Linked DNA regions of Zea mays: regions 2, 3 and 4 are each linked to region 1. A link is a contact called in public Hi-C data. All regions are on one chromosome and are shown on one strand. The core of a region is the stretch at or near the end of the contact, and the rest is flanking DNA. Distances in the headings are between cores, read along the strand shown.

Region 1 (2,732 bases), core at 158-2,657:
TTGTATTACAAACTGAAATACCTCTGTTTGTGCATGGTAATTCAATAGTACGCATGCAAACAGGCAATGACATCTACACCAATACCTAAGTGATAGAACCAGAACATAATCCACAAAACACATGTATTTCACTATTAGAGAAAAAATGCACATGCAAATGCAGCAACATCCCAGAGACTGAGAATTCACAATATGAAGTAGCTGATGACATGTCTGTTTCTCAACAAGGCACAGGAACATTTTCATATAGATTCCAATAAAGATGCTTTAATAAAGAAAACAGTACAACTTGTGCAGTCAAAACATTACAACAACCGAATTGCCTAAATTGATAACTTATAAAAAACAAACCATAACATAGTCATAGTCGACCTCAGAACTTCAATTCCTCATCTTCCTTTCAGACACCAAAAGAGCATTGCTCCATGTACAAACATTTTCAACTTACAACTCAAGTACAACTTAGGATCAGAAGGTTATTAAAAACTTTTAAGCAGTTGAGATGATGGTTAAAATCACTTGAGATGATAGCATCTAATTGAATCTAATGGCTCAAATACACAAGGTATATGATTGCCATTGTCCTTAGAGCAGTTCTCCTGAAAAACTACAATGTTACAAGGGTATTAAAGGTCAAAGGTCGTTTCCAGTGCCATTCTACTAGTAAGCCGGGAACTCTTAAGTGACATCACATGCACTGTGATACAGATTAGTAAATTCAGTCAAACTCAGTATGAATCGACGGGTACTCAGTATGAATCGACGGTTGTGGACAAGGGATAACAACAGGCGATCTATTTCCAAGACAAAAGTTTGGGTCATGTACTCATGTTGAAATTGGAAGGGACCTGCAGTTCAAAGTTACCTTAGATATAGAGCTGCCCAAAGAAAAGCTTAGTATCTAAACTACTACCACGCTCCGAACGCATCTACAGTTCTGACACCTATGACGCTATAACTCAAGAAATCCCCATCCAACAGAAAAACATCACCTCGGCAGCGCGCATCAACAATCAGATCAAGTTAAATTACATGAATCACAAAACCCTATAAACCAAACTGCCGCGCATAACAAAACTTCCTCACAGACAGTCCGATAAGTGATGAGCTACACAGCACTTCTGAAAGAGTGATAAAAAAAAGAGAGAGAGAAAGGCGAAGGAACTCACGAGCGCCATGCCGACGGTTGCCGCTGGTTTCCGGCCGCTCGGAACCTCAAGTCTGCTGGACAGATAGAACGAGCAGGCCGCGGGAAGAAGAGAGAAGGGTTTACGAAGGGATAGAAGCCGAAGTTATGTGATGGCGGGCTGGCGGCGCCGCGGAGGTGACAGAGGAATGCGGAATCTAGGGCTGCGTCGGCGGGGTGTTCGGATGTCAAGAATTGAACGGACTGGATTAAGCGCAAGATGAGCCGGGTGCGTGGCAAGGAGCAGACATGACCGAAAAACAACAAAAATTGTGTCCTTTAAAAATTAACTAATCTTTACCTACGTGGCTAGGTAAGGTCCGGTTTATGTTTAGTTCTAGCTCTAGTACTGTAGTTTTAAATAGTTTAAATTATATTTTTAATCTGAACAATAAATAAAATAACTTATTCAAATGTTCAGAATCGCAACTCTAGCTCTACAATTTTTTGGAGCACCTAATGACCTCCTCCATCAATTTAACGAAATTTTTTTTGGAGCTGGAGCAATCCTAAATAGGGCCATCTCGATAGAAAAACAAGAATAGGGTGAAAAAATGTGAATGGGATCCAAATAGTATAGAAATAAGCTATCATCCAAAATCAACTATTGGAATATTTTCACTATACAAAATTTATAATTACTATAAGAATGTGATCCATATTATCAACATCTAAAAAAGGTCATATATATATATATATATATATATATATATAGGGTAGGTATAACGGGAGCCCTGGGCTTCCAATAGTTAAAGGAAGCCCAGGTCGATCATCCCTGCAACCTGGTTCACCCAGCGCACCGACTGGACCAGGCTGTCGGTTGCACCACCCGCGCCCACGTCTCTGCGCGCAAAAAAGGAATGCATACATGAGTCAAACACATCCTCTTGCATGCGCATAAATTTAGGAAAGATACGTGTGACGATTTCTATTTTTAAATGATTTATTTCCTCCATAAATTTAGGATCTCTGCAACAGCCATGCAACTAGACTCGTAAGGACCATTTTATAATATGTACTGCTACTAAATATGCTATCTTGTGTAGATAATTATGCAATTCAGTATACTACGTAAAAATCTGTTACCAGCTGCATGCACACGAATTTATGATAAAAATAATGTGCAACGAAAGGAAATAAATTGCACGCATAGAAACAAAAAATCGTATTTAATGTTTTATTTCCTTCATAAATATATGATCCCTCCAACAGCCATGTAGATAAACACATTAGATCTAGTTTATGATATATATTGATACAAATTATACTACATGGTGTAGCTATTTATGCAATTCGTTACACTGCGTAAAAAATCTGGCATGTTATTCACTGGTGGACGCATCTCCGGGTTGGAGTGTAATAACCTTAAGTTTTGAGCATAAGATCCTTCAATTATAAGCGTAAGTACCGAGCCAATGTGAGAGGTTGATAGCTCTAGTAGGTTGTTATTACGATCCTATTTTTATGGCAGATCCGAAAAACATGGCAGCCGCATGCATGCGGTTATACAGATCCAAAAATTATGACAAGATGCATGCATGAGTCA
Region 2 (2,966 bases), core at 467-2,966, 340 kb after region 1:
GCACACAACTAAATGGTAATATAACACCCCATACATGTGGGGGCGAATACTTTCACCTCCTAGAAGGCCGGAAAGGGATGGTCATATGAGCCGCATAGGGCAAGCATTAATGCCCCACAAAACCCAAGCCAGTGGGTAGGGAGACAACATAATAATATCCAAACACCCACACCTATGTAGAACCAGAGGACCGGTGGGCTCCCACCGGTCGCCATTAACATAGTAAGGGAATAGATACCTAGGGCATTCCGAGATAAGCTTGGAGTTAGAATGATCCCTAGGGGCAGTCATATCGGAAACCCAATGATAGCAGATTTGACGATCACCCGTACCCTCAGGGAATTAGAATACTCGAATTCGTGAAATTTTCGGGTGATGAGGGTAAGAGAACGCACGAACACATAAGCCAGTTCCTAGCACAATTAGGAGAACTGGCCAACATAGAGGTGTTCCGTGTTTGTTTATTTTCATTGTCCCTGATAGGGACTACATTCGCATGGTACGCCACACTTCCTCCTAAATTTATTTTTTCGTGGGGGGATTTAGAACAAAAATTCCATGATCATTTTTTCTCCAGCGATTACGAGTTAGATCTGGTAGATTTAGTGGCTCTGCGACAGGGGAAAGATGAATCGGTTAATGACTATGTCCGGAGGTTCCAAGACACAAGAAACCGATGTTTCTAAATTCACCTTGTAGAAAAATAACTAGCAGGATTAGCATTTAATGGAATGCATTATCCTTTAAAAGAAAGATTAGAAGGATTTCAATTTTTCATGCTAGCTCAGTTACACCATAGGGCTTTAGCTTCTAAAAGCTGAAGCAATGATACTGCCAAAACGGTTCGTCACAACGTCCATGTTGCAGAATGTGACCAAAGTAGCTCAGACAACAAATTAAAAGAAGTGTACACTGCTGAGATGGTTTGGCCAAAGCAAGCCAAATTTTCAGCTTGTTCCTCTTTGCAAACGGTTCAAAAGAAACGGTAAGAAGAGGTTAAGTTTACATTAATGTTGGCAAGTGTGATAAAATATTCAATGAACTACTAAAAATGACAACATTAAAATAAACAATACTATTTCATCTAATGATTGTAATGTGTTTTGATGACAGGTCCAATCGGCCAACAAGGGCCGATTGAAATATCAAGAAATGCAGGCGGACACAGAGCCCTTCCTAATAAATATGGTCAACTTTGATGATAAAAAATCCTAGTTCGACCTAGCGCAACCGATAAGGGCAAGGAGATCATCATTGGCGACGCACGCGAGGCCAATGGAAACGCTAAAATTTCTTGTAGGAAAGTGGTGACAGAAAAGACTCCTGATGGACGGGAGACCTTGAAGATCACCATCACAACCTCCAACGCTAGGGGGCAGGCATAGGAAGGCGGCCAGGCGCGGCCCCCTGTTCCGCGCACCGCATACGGTTCGACGCATAGACGCGGATGGTCCGAGACACTACTAGACAATCTGGATAAATCAAGCGGACTAAAATTTGTTTCTAATTCAAAAACCTAGTAAAAATGTGCGTCAAATTATTTTCTAAATACGACACTAGAAATTTTGTTTTTTCAACATAGTTTTTGAATTTCAGCAACAACCTTTTTTCTTTTTCCTTTTCTGTTCGTCGTGGCTGCGAGCTGTTCAAATGAAATTCGTGCGCACTATAGCCTCGGCGACTCGCAGGACGCTGCGCCCTCAGCCAATGGATGGCCACCTCCCTCCTCAGCCAGTCGTTGGACACCAGGCTCTTGGCCAATGCCTGGCACCAGCCAACCAGCAGCAGCCGGCCAAGGCCACCAATGTCGCGCGCGGTCGTCGCCTTTAGCAGCAGAAGCGTGCACCCTGCCCTGCTCGGCTCCCTCCCCCAGCGTGCAGAAGCCCCCTGGCAGCCGCTCCCCTCAACAACTCCCTCAACGCCAGCCTCCTCTGCCCCAGGTCCGGCACCCCTCCCCAACCAAGCTCCTCCCATGGCGCCACACCTCCAGCCGGTCTCCTTCTCTCCCCCATCCGACCTTGATCCATGGCGCTCTTTTCCCTGGATGCCCGGGCACGCCCCCACCTTCCCTGGCCACGCCCAAGGTCGATGGCCAGCCTCCCCTTCCCTGCTCCTGCCATGCAAGCCGAGCGCCCTCCCCTATTTCCTTCTCCCGGCGGCGAGTTTCTCCACTCCGGCGCCCTCCAGCAGGCGAGCAACAGCGCCATAGAGAATCCCCGCGCTCCCTGCGTCGGTCTCTAGCCGGCTCCCCCTACGAGCTCCCTCAGATCCAGGCCGGTCACCAAGCTCCCTTCCTCCGTGCCGGCCAACGTCTCCCGCAAGACGTCGAAGAGCTTTCCCACCTCCAACGCCAGGATCGCGCACGAGCACAAGCCCAGGGCCCCCGCGATTCTCTAGCTCGCCAGCGCGCTTTCCTCTTCCCCATGACACCTTCCTCGTGCTCGCCCCCTTCCCTGATCTCCGGCTCCCTGCAACCGCAACGCCTAGGCTGGGGTTCCCTGTCGATCACCATGCCGCTCCCCATTGCTAGTTGTGGTCACTGCTCTGCTCGTGTATGCCTCGATCCCGGCGCGTTCTAGTCGCTCCGCCACAACCAGTTTCACGCTATCTAATGGACGTGAGTCAAAGCTCTCGCTGCGCCATTGCCGTCCTCCATCTGTGTGCAGCCCCTATGTGCACCGCCTACCCGACTAATGGTCGACCAGCACACAATCTCTTACCATTTTCCCTCGCCGACAGTGCTCCCTCATCTTACCATGCCTCGCTGCACACCACCACCACTAAAGCTCGCAGCCGAGTTCCTCCATCTCCGGCGCCGGCCCACTACAGCAGAGGGCCTCCCATGGCGTTTGTTTCCCCAACGCTCACCCCGTCAACAACCATCGACCTCGCACAGCAGCCGCGACGCCAGTTCACGCAGCCACGTGGATTCCCTCCTCTTCGCGCCCTCGGTATGCTCGACGTAT
Region 3 (2,868 bases), core at 224-2,723, 500 kb after region 1:
GAAGGGAAATATCACGATGCTTCCGGAACATTAGCTTTGCCAGAGTTTAGAATACTAACAGAAATTAGTAGACTATCTCTTAGCCGAGATAGTTATTAGAGCTTAAGTGAAAACTTTGATGTATATAATGTGTGATGCATACATGGTTGTAAACAAGACTTTGATGTATATAAATGTATGATAGAATTTAATTCCATGTTGCTTTTAATATCAATATATATATATATATATATATATATATATATATATATGTTTTGTGTGTGTAAATATATATAAATTTAAAAAAGGCGGGAAAACTTTCCACTAGCGGCTAAATAAAACAAACCGCCAGTGGAAATGCTATTTTCACTGGCGGTTTTCTTTATAAAACCGCCAGTGAAAATAGCATTTCCACTGGCGGTTGCTAAAGAAAACCGCCAGTGAAAATAGAATTTCCACTGGCGGTTCTAGAATAACCGCCAGTGGAAATGACGATTTCCACTGGCCCCTAGCACTGGCGGCATTGAAAAGCGTCAGTGAAAACGTCTCTAGAACCGCCACTATAGAGGCTGTGTGTACTAGTGTTAAATGGTGCTTTTAGAGTTTCCTCAAATACTTTATCTTTTGTGGTTGGTGTGATAGACTTGGGTGGAGTGATTTTAGTGGATGGTTTCTCACTTGGTTCCAGACTGCTGCACTCACCAATCTTGCCAAGCCAAGACCCCATTTGCCCCGATCACAATTGTCTCCTGTGTCGAATGAGATCGCCTAGGAATAACTTGTGTTTGTACTGCAGCCGACGTATTTTAGGCCCGATTTGGCATAGCTAAGCTTCACCATTATTGAAGCTATTATGTTTTGGAAAACAGCTTCACAAGTAGATTTCTCGATGAAGACGAACTGCTTTGGAAAAACTGTTCGGCGAAACAGCTTAATAATGTGTGGTTGAGAGAAGAAAATGAGTGAGAAAGCTATGAAAATCTACTTTTTTTCATCTTCACCTCCCTTGATTTCTTTGTGATAGCATAAAAAACAAGCTTCATCCGTGAAACAGCAGTTTTGTAAAAAAATTGTTTGGCAAAAAATAGCTCACAATATCGCATGAAATTGTTGCTATAACTGCGCTAACGTAGCTTTACTGTTCCCCTCCGATGTAGCTAGCGCATCTATTGTTTGCTCTCCACATCTCTCTCGTGCGTGTGTCCATGAAAAGGATCACACACGAATGATCTACACAGCCTAGGGAGCTCTCTCCTTTGTCTCTTTATAAAAGGGACATGCCTCTCCCTTCCGTGCATGATCGCTACCTCGCTTTCCCTCTTGATCCCTGGCTGCAAATTGCCATTCCGACATAATAACCACTGCACCAGCCGCTTCGGTTCGCCTCTTCCTACTCTCCATATATCTCATCCTGATCTTCACTCATCACCTAACCATACGAGATCTGCATATATAGCTCCATCAGATCTTGAGCGCAAATTCCTCTCAGTGCATCCCATGTCTGCCATCTACATGAGCCAGCTCTCCACTGCCCTCCCTCTCATGGAGGGAGATCACCAAGATCATCATCACCACCACCAAGGCCACTTCCAGGCCTTCACCCTGCCAAAGGAAACACCGATCCTTTTCCCCTTTGTGATCAGCAATAGTAGCGCCAGCGAAGGCAGTTTGAGCTATGGATCGGCTGCAGACCATCACTTGTTGAGGCAGCGTCATCAAGCTATGCTGGAGCCCCAACATGTACGTGCTAGCTACTGAACTGTACATGTGTTCAATTCCCCAATCATATCCCATGTGTAAAAAATCACAGATTTGATTTCCTTGTTAATTTTGTCACTCATGCCCTTTTCGACTATATACCTCAGATGATTGGAGGATCATCAACTGCGACTGGGAATAGTGTCTTCTCGACGCCGTTCCCGACCGTGGAGAGCATCCGCGACGACATGATCGAGCCTGCCTCGTACGATCCATACGATATGGGGAAGCTGCAGGTCGGCGGGTCGATGGATGCTTGCAGCTGGACGCCGGCGGCAGCCAAGATGAGGATCACGAGGAAGGCCACTGCCGATCCCAGTGCGGGGAAGAAGCCAAGGAGAAGGGCGCAAGCAGGGTACGACGACACCATGAGCGGCCAACCGAATTTGGGTGTTATTAGGGTGTGCTCCGACTGCAACACCACCAAGACACCCTTGTGGAGGAGTGGTCCTTGCGGCCCCAAGGTATCCTACCTTGTTTTCTGCCTCTAAGTCCAATCAAATTCGTGATCTTTGCAAGCCCGGCCCATGACCATGCGTATCTTGTTTTGCATGGCGCAGTCGCTCTGCAACGCGTGCGGTATCAGGCAGCGGAAGGCGAGGCGGGCGATGATGGCCGCCGCCTCCGGCTCGGTGTCAGCAGTTCCCACTGACAGCGGCAAGGCCTCGCCCAGCAACGCCGCCGTGGCCGCAGCAGCAGCACACCCCAAGGTGAAGAAGGAGAAGAGAGTGGACGTGGACCGGTCGCTGCCGTTCAAGAAACGGTGCAAGGTGGTCCAGCAAGGTCACGGTGCGGCCGTCGTCGTTGCAGCTCCTGCTGCTGCCACCGACAGCGCGACTGTCGTGCAGGCCACCGCCGAGGATGGTGATGACGACACCTGTCCGAGCAGGGATCTGCTTGTCGACGACATTGGTGGGCTCATCAGCTGGAGCAGGAGTCCGGCGGCACCCGCCTCAGCGGCTGCGGCCACCTGCAGCTTCCGGGCGTCGCCGGCGTTGCCCGTGCAGCAGGACGAGATCACGGACGCTGCCATGCTGCTGATGACGCTGTCCTGCGGGCTTGTCCGGAGCTGATCCACGATCTGCTACCTCTACGAAGGACGACCCAGCGCACCGTAGGCTTTTCCCAGCT
Region 4 (2,977 bases), core at 84-2,583, 310 kb before region 1:
AACTACTCATACCATTTCTCGCTGTTCAGATCAATAAACATTAAGTAATTGACGATCAAAATTCAATAACTTAACTGAAAGTCTGCGATTACACGAAAATGACATTGTTTGGTCACTGGAGGGAGCATAAGCAGAATGTGCAGTCAAACAAGCATAATAAGAGACTCACCCAATCAAGCATATAACTCACGAAAACATAGTTATTATAGCAAACAAAACTACCGATAAAGGGTTTACCTTGAGATATTTAGACGGACAAAAGCAAACTGGATGCAGAGAGAGATGTCAGCGTATGCACAAAATCCACCCCCTTCATCTGCTGAACAATGGTGAAATCCTCCACCAACATTAATAGCCCAACCTCTCTCAAATGCAAGTTTGGCTGATAAAATGGACCCACCCACCTGTGAAAAGAAATTTTATCATCCTCCCCTGATAATCACATTATGCATACGAATTTACAAATAATCCAAAAAGGCAAACACATATTCACACTAGAATACCTGCTTCCGGAAGGGGTGTAGTAGCTTTCTGTGCACAATCCAATTAGGGACAAGCGACACAGGAGGGACCTAAGATATCAAACACCTGTCAATCACTCAACCACAATACATAATTCACCACCAATCAGGCCAACCCCACTTCTGAAAAATCAATACCTCTACAATGGAGGAAACTCTGAAGCTGCATTTGAGACTGTTCAAATACGCCTCCGTGTGCACCTGGTTAATCAAGCCATGCAAGGGATTCATCAGACCAAATACACTATGAAGTCTGAACCAGGCGAAAATCAGATTCCTGATTCTTGATTAATTACCACTAGCAAATCCTCCTTGCAGGCTTCCAATGGCTCCACCATCTGTTTCTTGTCGAGGTACCCTTCCCTGGTGAGGTACCTACAGATGCGGCCCCATTTGGCGGATTCAAACGGGTGCCTGCACACGCACGCCGTGTCAAAAACATTTGAACGCCGATGCGTATTTCTGCATAGGTGGTGGACAGGCGGGAAGGCAGCTCACAGCTTCTCAAGGCCGAGGAAGGAGATGTCGTATGCCGGCGAGTAAACCACCGGCGCCTGCAAGAAAACATTGGATTGAGACAAGGACAGCTCGCGCGTATCTTGGAAGCTAGAGATGGGACGATGCCCGCGACCGACCTTGGAGGACGGGACCTCGAGGTAGAGCTTGCTGGAGAGGATGCGTTTCTGGCGTAGCGCCTCCCCGGCCAGGGCGGGCGCAGGTGAGGAGGAGGAGGAGGCCATCGCCCGCCAGCGGGAGAGAGAGGGAGAGGTCCCGTGCCGCCGTGCCGGGATTGGGGAGAAGCCGAATGGTCGCGGTGGACGAGGAATCCTGCGGTGGCTGATCGGCTGTGGCGCGCGCGCGTTCCGCGCAGAGGAACAGCGGTTGCGGTGCCGGGAGAGGATTCGGCGTACTGTGTACCATTTTAGGCAGCGGGGCTTCCATGGTGCCCACCATTTGACTATTCATTTTGCAAACCAAACCTTTCTTCATTGAGTAAAATACATTTCCAATTCTTAAACTTATAATAATTATATGTCATTCCATTTTACAAACTTTAAAATATGTCAGTCTAGTACTTAATCATTGTTCGGATCTCTGTTAGGTCTAAAATATGTCAGTCTAGTACTCCATATATCAACATGTGTATCTTTTTTTCTCTATTTTCCACATTCACATGATGACATGTAGGGTTAATATGTTAACCACGACATGTGTAAACCTAACTGAGACCCAAACAACGATTAAAAATCGCACTGACACACTTTAAAAGTTTGTGGATTGAAATGACACAGGACGACAAGTTTGAGCACCAGAAATGTATTTTACTCTTTCCTCATTTCTTGAAATGAATTTATTCATGTATTATTTCTGTTTTTTTTAACGATCAAGACCTAAGATTTGTCTTTGTAGTGCATACATGTATCTAAGATTTATTATTTTTTTTGTATTTCTAGCTCATTTCATCGAGACAGAGAAGAATACTAATATGTAGGAATTTTGTTTTCATGGTGCACATATGAAGCTAAGATTTATTATTTTTATAAAACTTTCTACATTGAATTTGTATGTCAAATTTTAAGATAAAATCTATAGATACACTAGGGATGTGCATTGTTTTAAATTTTTGAAAACTTGTATTGTATTGGTCTTGAGAATGAACAAATGTATAAATAACTATTGGCATGCTCGCATTTGATCTACTTTGAATTAGACCTATGTGGCGTATATTGTTGTGGATTGTGAGGCTTAATTCAAACTAGTACAATGCATGTATCTTGCGATGGTGCATAATTCGATAAAATATTAGCATATAACGATTATATTAAAATGAGCAATACATATATTATCATTGACCTTAGTATCTCACAAATTATCTACCAACAACCAATATTAAACTAAACTTAGGATATGAAGCGCCTCCTCCTCCTCTCCCGAGTCTCAGCCACACATCACCAGTGGCGATGCCTCCTCCTTTCCCTTGGCTGTGTCTTGCTCCGCTACCTGCAGAGGCGCATGGCGATGAAGAGTCACGATAGCTGTTTGAGGTGCTTGCCAATGGAGGAAGGTTGATGTCCTCTATGGTTGTGCGGAAGAATCTAGATGACGGAGGCAGAGATGGGGAAAGATATGGTAAGTTGGGAGTTAATATATGACAGCAACAACAAGGAGAAGAAGGCGGTCGTGGTGGTTGTAAGTAAGCCTTACTTATTTGGTTGTTAGAGGTAACAATTATCTAGTTGTTAGACAGGCGAGACGTGGTTGCAAGTAAGGCTTACTTATCTGAGTGTTTGCCACATGTTAAATTTGCTTATAATAGGGATGTACACTCCACAACAAAATTTAGTCTGTTTCAAGTAGTGTATGGTTTTAATCCACATGATCCAATTGATTTATTACCTTTGCCTCTTGAAATTGTGAAATTAGATGCTTTGCAACATGTTGATTTCATTTGAAAG

Evidence for each region. Hi-C and Micro-C count contacts between places; a contact is called where the count stands out from the background.
Region 2: a contact with region 1 is called in a Hi-C map of ear, with 1.7 times the contacts expected there. The contact joins the promoter of LOC109942325 here to the promoter of LOC100282446 in region 1. A contact is called at or near these places in 2 of 25 Hi-C or Micro-C datasets (ear and tassel).
Region 3: a contact with region 1 is called in a Hi-C map of ear, with 3 times the contacts expected there. The contact joins the promoter of LOC100191563 here to the promoter of LOC100282446 in region 1. A contact is called at or near these places in 2 of 25 Hi-C or Micro-C datasets (ear and leaf).
Region 4: a Hi-C map of tassel shows a contact between it and region 1, with 4 times the contacts expected there. The contact joins the promoter of LOC100277470 here to the promoter of LOC100282446 in region 1. A contact is called at or near these places in 3 of 25 Hi-C or Micro-C datasets (ear, leaf and tassel).

Annotation. Positions count from the first base shown.
Region 1 is chr9:84,923,184-84,925,915 of Zm-B73-REFERENCE-NAM-5.0, forward strand. It overlaps LOC100282446 (elongation factor 1-gamma 3), which reads right to left and starts at 1,408. Exons shown (of 7, transcript NM_001155357.2): 1 at 1,170-1,408. The coding sequence starts at 1,178.
Region 2 is chr9:85,260,732-85,263,697 of Zm-B73-REFERENCE-NAM-5.0, forward strand. It overlaps LOC109942325, which reads left to right and starts at 1,717. Exons shown (of 3, transcript XM_035962600.1): 1 at 1,717-2,966. The coding sequence starts at 2,555.
Region 3 is chr9:85,424,324-85,427,191 of Zm-B73-REFERENCE-NAM-5.0, forward strand. It overlaps LOC100191563 (GATA transcription factor 20), which reads left to right and starts at 1,474. Exons shown (of 3, transcript NM_001136993.1): 1 at 1,474-1,719; 2 at 1,845-2,201; 3 at 2,298-2,868. The coding sequence starts at 1,477. The coding sequence ends at 2,810.
Region 4 is chr9:84,614,670-84,617,646 of Zm-B73-REFERENCE-NAM-5.0, forward strand. LOC100277470 reads right to left here and starts at 1,334. Exons shown (of 13, transcript NM_001279564.2): 1 at 1,157-1,334; 2 at 1,020-1,075; 3 at 818-935; 4 at 660-722; 5 at 504-572; 6 at 238-404. The coding sequence starts at 1,261.